Linked DNA regions of Sus scrofa: region 1 is linked to region 2. Evidence: chromatin contacts called from public Hi-C data. All regions are on one chromosome and are shown on one strand. The core of a region is the stretch at or near the end of the contact, and the rest is flanking DNA. Distances in the headings are between cores, read along the strand shown.

Region 1 (6,456 bases), core at 1,042-3,541, 170 kb after region 2:
TTTCCATATGCCACAGGTGTGGCCCTAAAAAACAAAACAAAAACAAAAAAACTTCCAACTCCTGACCAGGACGTGACCAGACCTTCATGTCCAGTGTCTGCCCAAGCCTTTGTGTCCAGCCCTCTTTGCCACTTCTTTTTTGTGCTCCACTCCAGCCATACCGATCTCTTTCCATGCCTAGGTTTTGCTGGGCTCTCTTCCCTCCATTCTCTTTGCCCAGCTAATGCCCATTCATTTCCTGGCCCACAGCTTAGAATCCTTTCCTAATCCCTCAGTTCTGGTTCGGGATGCTTTCCCGTGGTTCTCCAGCTTGATAGACAGATTCCATCACACAGTGCCCATGGCATAGTAGTTGCTCAATAAAACATGCATTTTAGACGAATGAACACCCAGAAAGGAACATCATAGGGAGACAGGTTTAGCTGGTATTGACTTTTCTTATTTATGTGATGCCATGGTCTCCACACTTAAGGGAAAGAGTGTTTTTCAGAGTTCTGATCTAGGACATAGAAGCTGTATGTACTATTTCCATTAATGATGCTGTGAGAAAGTCAAGATGGTTTGTCCCTCTTAAAAAAATAAAACATAGCAAAATTTTCTAGTCTCATTGTATACATGGGACTAATATTAATGAAGTGGTATTTGCACAAAGTTCTGAGCTCATTTGACTAAAATAAAGTAATACATTTTCAGAGAGTTCTCTGGTGCCTCAGTGGGTTAAGGATTTGGTATTGTCACTGCAGCGGCTCAGATCACTGCTGTGGCATGGGTTCAGTCCCTGGCTTGGAAACTTGCACATACCATGGGCATGGCTGAAAAATGAAATATATTTACATATATTTATATTTTTTTCAGAGAAATAGAAAAGAAAAAAATTCTGTTCCTGCTATTGGCATTTAAGATTATTGCTTTAGCAAGCATATGTCTTAAATGTTTTGATCAGATTCTTGTTGCTGTAAATTATTCTGTTACTTCAAGTTTGGGAAAAAAAAGAAAGAGAAAGAAAAGAAAAGAAAGAAAGAAAGAAAAGAAAATATCCTCGTATCCCCTTCCCAAGCCTGTATTGATAGGAACAGCAAGCTCAAACTGTGTGGGAAGTTTCTTACTTTAAAATTTATTTGCTTCCCGAAGAAAAGCTACTTTTATTTCATTATTTTTTAAAAAGCATACATGGGTTTTAATTTGGTGAGAAAATATCCTTGCCATTAAGAGGATTCTGCCTCATTACCTCTTATAAAAAAGCCCTCCTCCCCAAATTTGCAGAACTAAAGGAAGCATAAATTAAAACAACACTGTTGTTTGTCGCTTTGATCAACAAACACCCATCTCCAAAAGAGAAAAACTGCAAACCAGGCCAGATTCAAAAACAGTCCCTTCCCTAAATTAAATCAGTCAATATAAACAGCTCAGCCTCCCAACTGGATGAGAACGAAAACAACGGGATGGGCCAAGGGAGAGGAAGAAGAATTAGGAAGGCGATTGCATCGGTCCTGATTTTGCCTGTTGGCATGACTGTCCACGGTTGTTAACTTTCCAAATCTCTATGAGACTTTTGATTGGGAATTGAGTAGTAAGGACTTAATGTAGCCTATTCTTTGGACTTCAGACGCTTCTTTGCTGTTTGTTACCCAGTATACACATGCAATTTCAAAAACATCGTATTGGCCAGTGGTTCAAAGAGAACCACAGAAAGAGGAAGATCCACAATTGCCCTCTCTGCTTCTGCAGATACTGAGGTATTTCTCTTTTTCCCCCTTTTGTCCACATAAAGAGAGAGAATATTTATGTATAACACGAGATGACTCACTAAGGGAATAAGGGTTGGGGGGGGGCAAAAGAAGAGTAATGCATTTTCATCTTTGGAATAGAATTGGTTATTTTCTTTTTATTTTTTGTTCTTTCATTTTTTTTAAGTTTTCAAAAAAATTTAATTGTGGTTAAAAAAAAAAAAAACCCAAATAACACGAACTTTACCATCTTAGCCATTATAAAGCGCCAAGTAGATGCACATGGTTGTGCGACATCTCGGAACATCATTTTGCAAAACTGAAACTCTCTGCCCATGAAACGACACCTCCCCTTTTTCCCCCCTTTACTGTCGTTTTACAAATTGCAATTAATCAGACAAAGTCTTCGGATTCTGTGTGATGTCCTCATTACCTCATCTGTCAGGAAGTCAAAATTTGAAGTGTTTCTCATGTCATGGAAAAGCTATCTGTTTTCCGTGCACAGTGATCGCCTGTTTGCATTTCTTTCGATTACTCATCTTTTCCTCTCTCCTACACATTCTAAGATAGGTGAAGGAGGAAACAGATCCTGCCCTTGAACCCTTGGTAGACTGGCCTCCCTGACTCCCCCCTTATGCAGGGATCAGGGGTGAGTTGTCCTCTAACCGCATAGAACCATCCTTCTTACCGGGAGCACAGGTACATTTACAGAAGCCATTTCCTCCCTCCAACCTCCCCAGCCTCCTCGTCGTTCCCCCCGCCCCCCGCCCCGACCCCCAACTCTTAGCCACTGTGACTCTCTGGTCTCTGGTCTCACGCTTCACACCAGCTGCCAGGGTCCCCACTTGGGTTGGCTCCAGTTTTCCGAAACCTGGCAGTTAGTTAATAAGAAAACCAGGATGTAAATCACGGGCTTAGACAGTTTCCTGTGGGGGAGCTTTTAAGTTCCCATCAGATCTTTTCATTCCAGCTCATGAAGAGGAGACCAGTGCTCTCTTTAGACGCAAATAGGAGTACAGACCAGAGATAAACAAGGCGGGGTGCGGGCAGGGAGCAGGAGGGAAGCTTGCAGTCAAGATTCTTAGCACGGCCTTTCATGCTTTTGCCTAAAACTCATCCATTTAACGGAGAGTGGGGATCTCAGGATTTTTTTTTTTTTTTTAATAGTAGAATTCTTAATCTGGCAGTTCCCATACTGATAGGGGACCAGTTCTCACTCGATAATTATGAAATGTCCACTGGTATTTCTTTGTTTGGTCTTTTTAGGGCCGCACCCACGGCCTATGAAAGTTCCCAGGCTAGGGGTCAAACCGGAGCCGTGTCTGCGACCCACACCACAGCTCATGGCAACGCCAGATCCTTAACCCCCTGCTCAAGGCTAGGGATTGAACCCGCATCCTCATAGATGCTGGTCAGCTTTGTTAACCACTGAGCCACGACGGGAGCTCCCCCTCTGCTGGTATTTCTAAAAACAGGTTTTAAAGCACTCTTTGTTTTGTGAACTCAGTATAACTCCAGCACTCCTATGGAACGTGTTTTGGGGATTTGTTCTCTGCCAGGCACTGCAATAGACATGAGTAAGAAAGATGCCGTCTCTACCTCCTAGTGTCTTACCGTCTGTCTGGTTGTCAGAACCCTGGAGTGCATTCCACTAGAGAAGGCTGCAGGCTGATACAGGCCAAGGAACAAAGTCAGGGCCCCTGAAGTTCTGTAAGGAACAGGATAAGGTAAATGAAGCATTCAGCAGAGCCTGAGACACAGTGTTTGTTCAATGAAAATCATTCACAGCAGGAGTAATAGCATCATCCGGACAGACACAAGCCCCAGAAATACATATCATAAGGAAATACAGGGCACATGGAGCATGAACATAATAAAACAAATCGTGCTTCAACGCAGTATAGAAGCACTAAGAATTTAGTTCATAAATTCCCCGGGTTGGGTAGGGGAAGGCTACAGTGAATGGGGAAAGGTCTTATAAGAATAAGACCGACATTAGGAGTTCCCATCATGGCTCAGTGGTTAACGAATCCGACTAGGAACCAAGAGGTTGCAGGTTCGATACCTGGCCTCACTCAGTGGGTTAGGGATCCAGCGTTGCCGTGAGCTGTGGTGTAGGTCACAGATGCAGCTCAGATCTGGCGTTGCTGTGGCTGTGGTGTAGGCCAGTGGCTACAGCTCCAATTAGACTCCTAGCCTGGGAACCTCCGTATGCCACAGGATCGGCCCTAGAAAAGACAAAAAAAAAAAAAAAAAAAGGAAAGAAAAGAATAGGACTGACATAAACAAAGGGGGACAAAACAACCTGGACTCATTAAAATGAGATGCTGGGCATGGGTGTAATGGCCTGCAAACATTAATTCACCGCGTACTGTCATGTGCTGTGCACCTTGGACGTCAGAGACGAAGGAAGCATCATCTCCGCTCTTAAACATCTAGTCTGGGAAGGGAGAGTTTTGTCTTAATGGCATCAGGTGCTCTCTTCCAGGTGAAATGTGATACGGGCTATAGACGATGGCTGAGTGATGTGCTTTGGAACATTCCGAGGAGGAGAACTTGCTTTTGGTGAAGGATCAGAGAACTTTCCTTGAGGAAGGAATACATCTTGCAGGTCCTCGGAAGTTGGCTAGAATACCCTTAGCAGAGATCAGGGTCGAGGAAGGAATCTCCACCCAAAGGAAAATGCTGGTAAGGCACCAAGGAGGGAAACCCAGGCCTGCTCGCCAAACGCTAGTTACTGGGCTCGTTAGAGGCAACTAGGAAAACTCTGTCCCTTACAGCCATGTCGATATGAATGGAATCAGGCCAAGTGAAGTGCCCTTCACTGGGAAAAGGCACAATTTTGAAGGGAAAGATGTAGTCACTTTCTATTTAAGGAAAAAGAGCATTCTGGAGAGATCTGGGGCTTTGCACCCCCTTCATTAGACATATAGACAAAAAAGGGTTTTTAAGAGGCTGTTTTTTGGAGTTCCCTTCATGGCTCAGTGGTTAATGAATCCGACTAGAAGCCATGAGGTTGCAGGTTCGATCCCTGGCCCTGCTCAGTGGGTTAAGGATCCGTCATTGCCATGAACTGTGGTGTAGGTCACAGACACAGCTCAGATCCCACATTGCTGTGGCTGTGGTGTAGGCCAGTGGCTCCAGCTCCGATTTGTCCCCTAGCTTGGGAACCTCCATATGCCGAGAAAGTGGCCCAAGAAATGGCCAAAAAAATAAAAAATAAAAGAGGCTGTTTTTTTCCTGGGTGCTCGGAATGACAATGAAGTCTGCCAACAGAGAATAGATATACCTACTTTCCTTCACCTTCTGGGAGCCAGCAAAACCTCGCCCCTGATGAAAGTGGCGTAACCTGAGTGTCCTCTTGGTCATGCAGGATAGTGTGAGAGCGAGGCCTGGGCTGTGGAGTCTGGTTCTTAATTCTGCCCCTTCTACTCGGTTGGCTTTTTGGCAAGTTCTGTAAAATCTGAGCTTCGTTTTCTCTTCTATGAAATGAGACTAGGAATAGCTACCTCGGGGCATTACTGTCATTGGAAATAAGGTATGTAAATCCTCAGGCATCTGCTACACTAATACTGAGCACAAAATAAATGTTACTATTCCTGTTACTATTACTGATAGGCTATGCTCGGTTCTTTGAGTCTCCCACGGAGAAACGGCAGCCAACAGCCTACGAGAGTCTGCCTGGGACTCTGCACCTAATTGCCTTTGGCCAATATAAGCACACTTTGGACACCTCCCAAAGGTGCTGATTACAAGAACTTTAAAAATAAATTGTCTCTCCCATCTTATCTTCTGGTTCTTAGGCGAGAGCCCTAAAGTATGTGGAATAACACTGACATCCGGCTTGGGCTGGGACTCTTTCCTGAACACCTCCTGGGAGAAAGTTGTGCTCAGAAGCAAATAAGCTGGAAAGGCAAGGAAAATTTTCCCCTTGCTGGAATCTGCATGTGAAAGTAGAAAACAAAACTGTGTCATGTGAGGCAAATGAAAAAGATCCTAGAAAATGAACTATTATTGGTGCTTGGTGGCTGGAATCTTTTATTTTTTTAAAGCACATAGTTTGTGAGTTTTTAAAAAAATAAGGAGAGACTAATAGGCTTCTTTAAGCCAATAGAGTGAGACTGCCAAAAAAGTAAACAGCAGCTACCTTTAAATTTTTTTTTTTTTTTGGTCTTTTCTAGGGCCACACCCGTGACATATGGAGGTTCCCAGGCTAGGGGTCTAATCGGAGTTGTAGCTGCTGGCCTATGCCACAGCCACAGCAATGCCAGATCCGAGCCGTGTCTGCAACCTCTACAACAGCTCACAGCAATGCCAGATCCTTAACCCACTGAGCGAGGCTGGGGATCAAACCTGCAAACTCATGGTTCTTAGATTCATTAACCACTGAGCCATAATGGGAACTCCTTTACTTTTTGTTTTTATTTCAAGAGCCAGAGATGTTAATACTTCAAGACCAGTGAAACTGACAACTAGCTAGTGGAATATTGGATTTTCAAAATTAAGTTTACAAATGAAGATAAGGTGATTTTTTTTTAAAACCTAAAGCACTAAAGAGGATGCAACTCCTTTTGAAAAACATGTAGACGGTAAATACCACGTTGTCTAAACCTCAGTGGCAGTAAATTATCAAAGCAAGTCCTCTACATTTCAGAAATTCCAGTTGTTTTTATTTGAGCAACTTTCTTGTTATTATCTCTTGAAGATACACTTCTGTACCATTTGGGTT
Region 2 (6,526 bases), core at 1,060-3,559:
CAAGAGCATGGTATATCTTCCCATCTGTGTTATCTTTGATTTCCTTCATCAATGTTTTATAGTTTTCAGAATACAGGTCTTTTACCTCTTTAGTTAGGTTTATTCCCAGGTATTTTATTCTCTTCAATGTGATGGTAAATGGGACTGTTTCCTTAATTTCTCTTTCTGATCTTTTGTTGTTAGTGTATAGGAACACAAGAGATTTCTGTGTATTAATTTTGTATTCTGCAATGTCACTAAATTCATCGGTGAGTTCTAGTGGTTTTCTGGTAGCATCTTTAGGATTTTTCTATGTATTGCGTCATGTCATCTGCAAACAATGACAGTTTTACCTCTTTTTTCCCAGTCTTGATTCCTTGAGTTAATTTTTGTATATGGAGTGAAATAAGGGTCCAAGGTCTTCTTTCGTCATGGAGACACAATTGTCCCAGCACTGTTTGTAGGGGCGTTACTTTGGTGCTGCTGAACACCAGACCGAGGATGGGGGTTTGGCTCCTCTTCTGTTGGTTCCACCTGTGCCCAGAGGCAGTGCTTCCTTTTCTGCTTCTCTTAGTGGGTGGCAGACCCTTGTCTCTACAGGCCTAAAGGTGAGGAGTCAAGGGGGATTTGGAAGGAACTACAAAAATTGCAGAGCCTTTCCCTCTAGCTAAATAAGATTAGAGCTTGGCCTCACCTAAATTAAATAGGCACTCTCTGTTTTCAGTTATTAGACAGAGACCTAAATTCCTGTCTATTCTTTCTTTGACATCAAGCCGTTGTTGAAGGACCTAGATGTTCTCTAGCAGTGGATCACACACTTGAGCAGCCTCAGAATACCCTGAGGGTCTCTTCAGACCAGGAGGTCCAGCCTCTAGATTTTCTGATTCAGTTGGACTGGGATGCTGGCTGAGAATTTGCATTCCCAAATGAAGCTGCTGGTCTGAGGACCACAGGGCAGGAGAGCCAAAGGAAGGAAGATGACAGGATGCAGACAAAGAAAGGTAGAAAGTGAGCAGGGGCTCTCTCCTTGTGTGAACCTTTCTTGTGATGTGAAGCCAATGTGATGAATATTGGTAAAAGGTTAAAAGCATAGATTTTGTACTGCATGGATCTGAATTTGAAGTCTCTCTCTGCCAAATGTGGCTGTGTGACTTTGGGCAAGTTACTTAACCATTCAGTTTCCTTAAGTTTGTAAGATGGGGATAAAATAGTTGTGGCTTCATAGGGTGCCTGGAAGCATTAAGTGAGATGATGGGCACAGCGCTTCACACAGTACCTGATCCCTCCCTGGTGTTCTCGAAACATTACCTCTTGGTATTGCTTACCTGGCCCTGTCACACATGACTGCAATCCCATGGGAATATATTTACTGAATGTACAGATTTGCTCACACTGGGTTTTGCGGCCACATGCATCTATGATCTGAGTTGCTGAGGACTTGAGTACTTTGCAGTGAGTGTAATTGTCCAGAGAAGTGGGGGATGGCGCAGGGGACGGGGAGGGGCCCTTGTTCCAGTCTGAGTCTCAAGTTCCTTATCTGTGACTTGAAGGGATTGGACTAGAGAATTGCTAAAGTCTCTTCCAGCTCTGAAATGCTGGTTTCTCATCGCCAGACCAACCAGGAATTTAGACTTTCTTCTCTTAAACAGCAGGTGGCAGCAGAAGACAAGACTCCTGGCTGCCAGTCTGCTCCCACCAGGTGGATAGGTTGTAATTTAAAGGATGCAGATGCCTGAAGATCACCACCTGCTCCTAAGAGGCCCAGGTTTCATATCTCTAGAATAACGTTTATGTCACTAAAATCAGGATTTTCCTGTTTTTTCAATATGTCCACAGAAGGTGTGCAGCAACTACTCTCAGCACTGCCCCCCCCGCCCCCCCGCGCGCGCGCGCGCGCGCGCACACACACACACACACACACACACACACCATTCACCAAGGCTTTTTCCATCATGGCTGCCAAGTCCTCGCCTGTGATAAGCTGGGGGCTGCATGGCAGGGTGGCAGCTGCGTGCTTTACGAGATGCAAACAAAAACTTCTTTCTTCCAGGATCTGGGAGGATTTGAGGTACAAGGGCCTGGCAGTGGCCACCCAGGAAAATAAATTTCAAATAAAACAACACCCTTGTGTTACTGCTCCGTTCCAGGGTGTCCTGGTTACCAATGGTGGCAGAAGAGGCAGAGCCGGGGGTTGGGACACCAGGATCCTTGGTTGGCTGGTGGCCCCTGGCCAGGTGGGCTAGGAAAGAGGCAGGAGGCAGACCGTGGAATGAGATGGGCAACCCTGTTGCTGAAACAGAATAAAGGACCTGTCCACAGAAACTAGATAAGAGGCTTCCAAGAACTCCTGGGGGCAGAGGCCAGGGACCTGCTTCACATGCAGGCTGGGTGACCTTTAGCCAAAGAATTTCCACCTGAGGCCAAAGGGAATGGCTTGAGGCCTAAATAAGAAGCTCCCCCTTCTCTAAGGACCTAGAAGACGTCAAGACAGAGGTTGGCTTAAGCGGGGCAGGTGGAAGTAGAATGGAAGGGCTAAAAAGATAGGGTCATGGGTCAAGTGAAAGAGCTGTCCTCAGGACTGGAAGGAAGTGACATATAAATACGGGGATGAAGTCGATCAGTGGGTTAAGCCTGTGCCGTAGGATTCGAGCAGCTCGAGGCTGGGTTCATCATCCCCATAACTGGAGCTCAGCTCCTTCCTGAGATTCACCTCCAACAATGGCAGAGTGATTGGTGGTGAACTTTGCAGATTCTTGGGATGCTGCAGGTCTTCCTGGGGACCAGGGGGTGGGAGGGAGGGGGACGTCTTCACGCGAGAGAGCAGAGTACGGGCCATGAGCTGAGTTTTGATTCTCAGAGAAAATCCTTTTCCTTCTTGCCTTTTCTTCCTACTAAACGGTAGGGACAGAATAATGAAGGAAAGCAGCAGCTTTTTTAAACTGGTAGATTTGGGGAGTTCCTGCTGTGGCTCAGCGGGTTAGGAACCCAGCGTAAGAACGTGCCCCTGAGGATTCGGGTTCGATCCCTGGCCTCGCTCAGTGGGTTAAGGATCCAGTGTTTTCACAAGCTCTGGCATAGGCCTCAGCTGCAGCTCCCATTCGGCCCCTAGCCTGGGAACTTCCTAATGACACAGGTGTGGCCATTAAAAAAAAAAAAAGAAAAGGAAAAAAACTGGTAGATTCAGAATGTGGACTGTTTTCTTAGCATTCCCTCATTTGCCATCTTCCCAGGCCTGCTCTAGAGGTCATACACTTTGCAGGGTGCTTGGGGATCGAGGGTCAAATCAGGAAAATGTTTAACCTTTGAATTTGGTGGGCTTTGGGAAGCCATTTCCCAAATTACCTCCAAAATGAGTTGGGGTAGGGTGCCTGGAAGAATGGAAGAAAGGAAACCTAATGTGGCCTTGAGGGGCTGGTGGAGGGAGCGCTGCCAGGACATTGAGGCATAGGTTCTCTTATAACTTGACATTCCCAGGCAGGGAAAAGAAGCAGAAAATTCTGTTAAAGACCTTCTCACAGACCTGAATTGTGACTAACTGGGGAGAGCTTTAGGCAGGGCCCAGGGTGGAAAATGCTTCATATTTTGCTAAAACACAGAAAAGAGAGAAGGGGGATTGATCATAATTGACGTTGTTGACAACTTCATAAAAGTGCCCAAACCGTACGCGCACCCACATCTGGGTGAACAAGTCCTATAAAGTGCTCCGAGGCTTTGCAGGGCACCACCCTCCTCGGGCCAGCCTGCTGCTAGGCTCCCCGTACGATGCTGGGCCCCCAGCTCCCATCTGCAGAGCTGGAGCAGGTGGCTGACCTGTGTCCAGGGCTCGTCCTGGAGTTCCACAGACCACAGACCTCAGAGGACCCTCCATGGAACGGTTCAGGCCTTTCGTGGTTCCCCAACAGATGTTTTTGTCTGTGCTGTAGCCTCTAAGGGAGAGAGCCCTGGCTCAACATAAGAAAAAGCTGTACAGGCTGGCGTGGGGAGAAGAGGAAGCTGGTGGTTAATTGTAATTCTAACGTTTGCAGGGAAGACAATATTTCTACCTTGCTGATCACATTTATGATTACTTGCTTTGAGGGGGAAAGGAGAGCTGAATAATTGCTAAAGTAAAGCTTTTATTTTATTTATTTATTTATTTATTTATTTTTTGTCTTTTTGCCATTTCCCAGACTAGGGGTTGAATAGGAGCCATAGCCACCAGCCTATGCCAGAGCCACGGCAACGCGGGATCCGACCCACACCACAGCTCATGGCAACGCCAGATCCTTAACCCACGGAGCAAGGCCAGGGACCGAACCCGCAACCTCATGGTTCCTAGTCGGATTCGTTAACCACTGTGCCACAACGGGAACTCCCTATTTTATTTTTTATTTTTATTTATTTATTTTTTGTCTTTTTTTTTTTTTTTTTTTTTTTGCTATATCTTTGGGCCGCTTCTGCGGCACATAGAGGTTCCCCGGCCAGGGGTCCAATAGGAGCTGTAGCCGCCGGCCTACACCAGAGCCACAGCAATGCGGGATCCGAGCCGCGTCTGCAACCTACACCACAGCTCACGGCAATGCCGGATCGTCAACCCACTGAGCAAGGGCAGGGACCGAATCCGCAACCTCATGGTTCCTAGTCAAATTCGTTAACCACTGCGCCACGACGGGAACTCCCTATTTTATTTTTTAAATGTTGGCTGCAACTATGAAAGTTCCCCGGCCAGGGATCGAACCCACCACGGCTGTAACCAGAACCACAGCAGTGACAACACTTGGATCCTTAACCCGCTGAGCCAGAGAACTCCTAACGTAAAGGCTTTAAAAGAAAATGACTTCATTGTCTTTAGCAAACATCCACAGGGACAAGTCTCTGTCCTCACCTGGGAGGCACTGAGAAAATGCTGAGGATAAGGGGGAAATTTGGAAGACTTGGGGACTTTGCTTTTTCTTATCTGGGTCAGCCATTGATCTTTGAGAAATGATCCACTATTGTTTAGTCATTAACTGATCATTTCAAAACTTCTGCTGCTGCAACTCCTGGAGCAGGGGTGCAAAACTTGAGTGGATGGAAGCCCAGTGACCCACATTCAAAATCAGTCTATGGAGTTCCCGTAGTCGCACAGTAACAAATCCAACTAGGAACCATGAGGTTGCGAATTCCATCCCTGGCCCCACTCAGTGGATTAAGGATCTGTGTTGCCGTGAGCTGTGGTGTAGGTCACAGACTCAGCTCGGATCTAGCATTGCTGTGGCTCTGGTGTAGGCTGGCAGCTGTAGCTCAGATTAGACCCCTAGCCTGGGAACCTCCATGTGCCTCGGGTGAGGCCCTAAAAAGACAAAAAAAAAAAAAAAAGACAAAAAAAAAAAAAAATCAGTCTAAGGCTGATGGAAAGCCAGAGGCAACTTAATTGACTTTTTTTTTCCTAAAAGCCATTCACTGACTAAATACTTAAGGGGAAAATATGAAGCATAGCCACATTTTGCAGCCACTTTGGAAAACTGCTTGAAAGTTCCTCCAAAAATTAAGTGACCATATGACCAAGAATTCCACTCTTAGAAATTTACCCAAGAGAAATGAAGACATGTATCCACACAAATGCTCGTATGAGTATTTATAGCAGCATTATTCATAATTCCCCCAAAGTAGGGGGAACCCCGATGTCTGTTGACTGTTGATAGATCAGCTAAATGTGGTATACCCATACAATGGAATGTTATTCGGCCATAAAAATAAGAATGAAGTATGGGAGTTCCTGCTGTGGCGAAGCAGGTTAAGGATCTGGCATTGTTTCTGCAGCGGCTCAGATATGATCCCTGGCCGAGGAGCTTCTATATGCTGCAGGTGTGGCTGGAAAATAAAGGATGAAGTACTGGCACATACTATAACACGGATGAACCTTGAAAACATGCTAAGTGAAAGAAGCCAGGTACCAAAGGTCACATATTGTTTGGCTTCATTTACGTGGGAGGTCCAGAATAGACAAATCCATGGAAATGGAAAGGAGATTGGTGATTGCCAGGTGCTGGGTGTAGGGGAGAATGGGGAGTGACCCCTAGTGGATACGGTGATGAAATGTTCCCAAATTAGACAGTGAGGATGGCTGCACAACAATGTGAAAACACTGAGTTGTACAATTAAAGAAGGTGAATTTTATGGCACTTGAAAACTTTTATGGTATGTAAATTATACCACAATAAAATATGAAGCTTTATTTAAAATACAAAGCTCTATTCAAAAAAAGTATATTAAACATTTAAAATATAACCCAGAGCTCCAGTCATGGCTCAGCGGTTAACGAACCTGATTAGCATCCATGAGGATGCAGGTTTGATCCCTGGCCTTGCTCAGTGGGTTAAGCATCCGGCGTTGCCATGAGCTGTGGTGTAGGTCACAGACGCGGCTTGGATCTTGTGTTGCTGTGGCTCTGGTGTAGGCTGGCGGCTACTGCTCCATTTTGACCCCTAGCCTGGGAACTTCCATATGCCATGGGTGTGACCCTAAAATAGCAAATAAATAAATAAATGAATGAATAAATAAAATATAACCCAATTATAATTAAAGG

The links. A called contact is a pair of places that touch in the nucleus more often than the background predicts.
Region 1: a Hi-C map of omental adipose tissue shows a contact between it and region 2, with 1.8 times the contacts expected there. The contact joins two enhancer-like sites. A contact is called at or near these places in 2 of 47 Hi-C or Micro-C datasets (omental adipose tissue and skeletal muscle).

The regions. Positions count from the first base shown.
Region 1 is chr8:72,338,835-72,345,290 of Sscrofa11.1, forward strand. All of the region lies in intron 3 of SHROOM3 (protein Shroom3), which reads left to right. Among named protein-coding and RNA genes, the nearest start is that of SOWAHB, 200 kb to the right of the region's middle. Within about 2 kb of position 2,292, at least 9 of the 83 cell types and tissues checked have an H3K27ac peak or open chromatin away from gene starts, as enhancers often do. A contact at or near this core is called in omental adipose tissue, where this site is marked.
Region 2 is chr8:72,168,097-72,174,622 of Sscrofa11.1, forward strand. The region is part of intron 2 of SHROOM3 (protein Shroom3); the gene reads left to right. Among named protein-coding and RNA genes, the nearest start is that of SHROOM3, 74 kb to the left of the region's middle. Within about 2 kb of position 2,310, at least 11 of the 83 cell types and tissues checked have an H3K27ac peak or open chromatin away from gene starts, as enhancers often do. A contact at or near this core is called in omental adipose tissue, where this site is marked.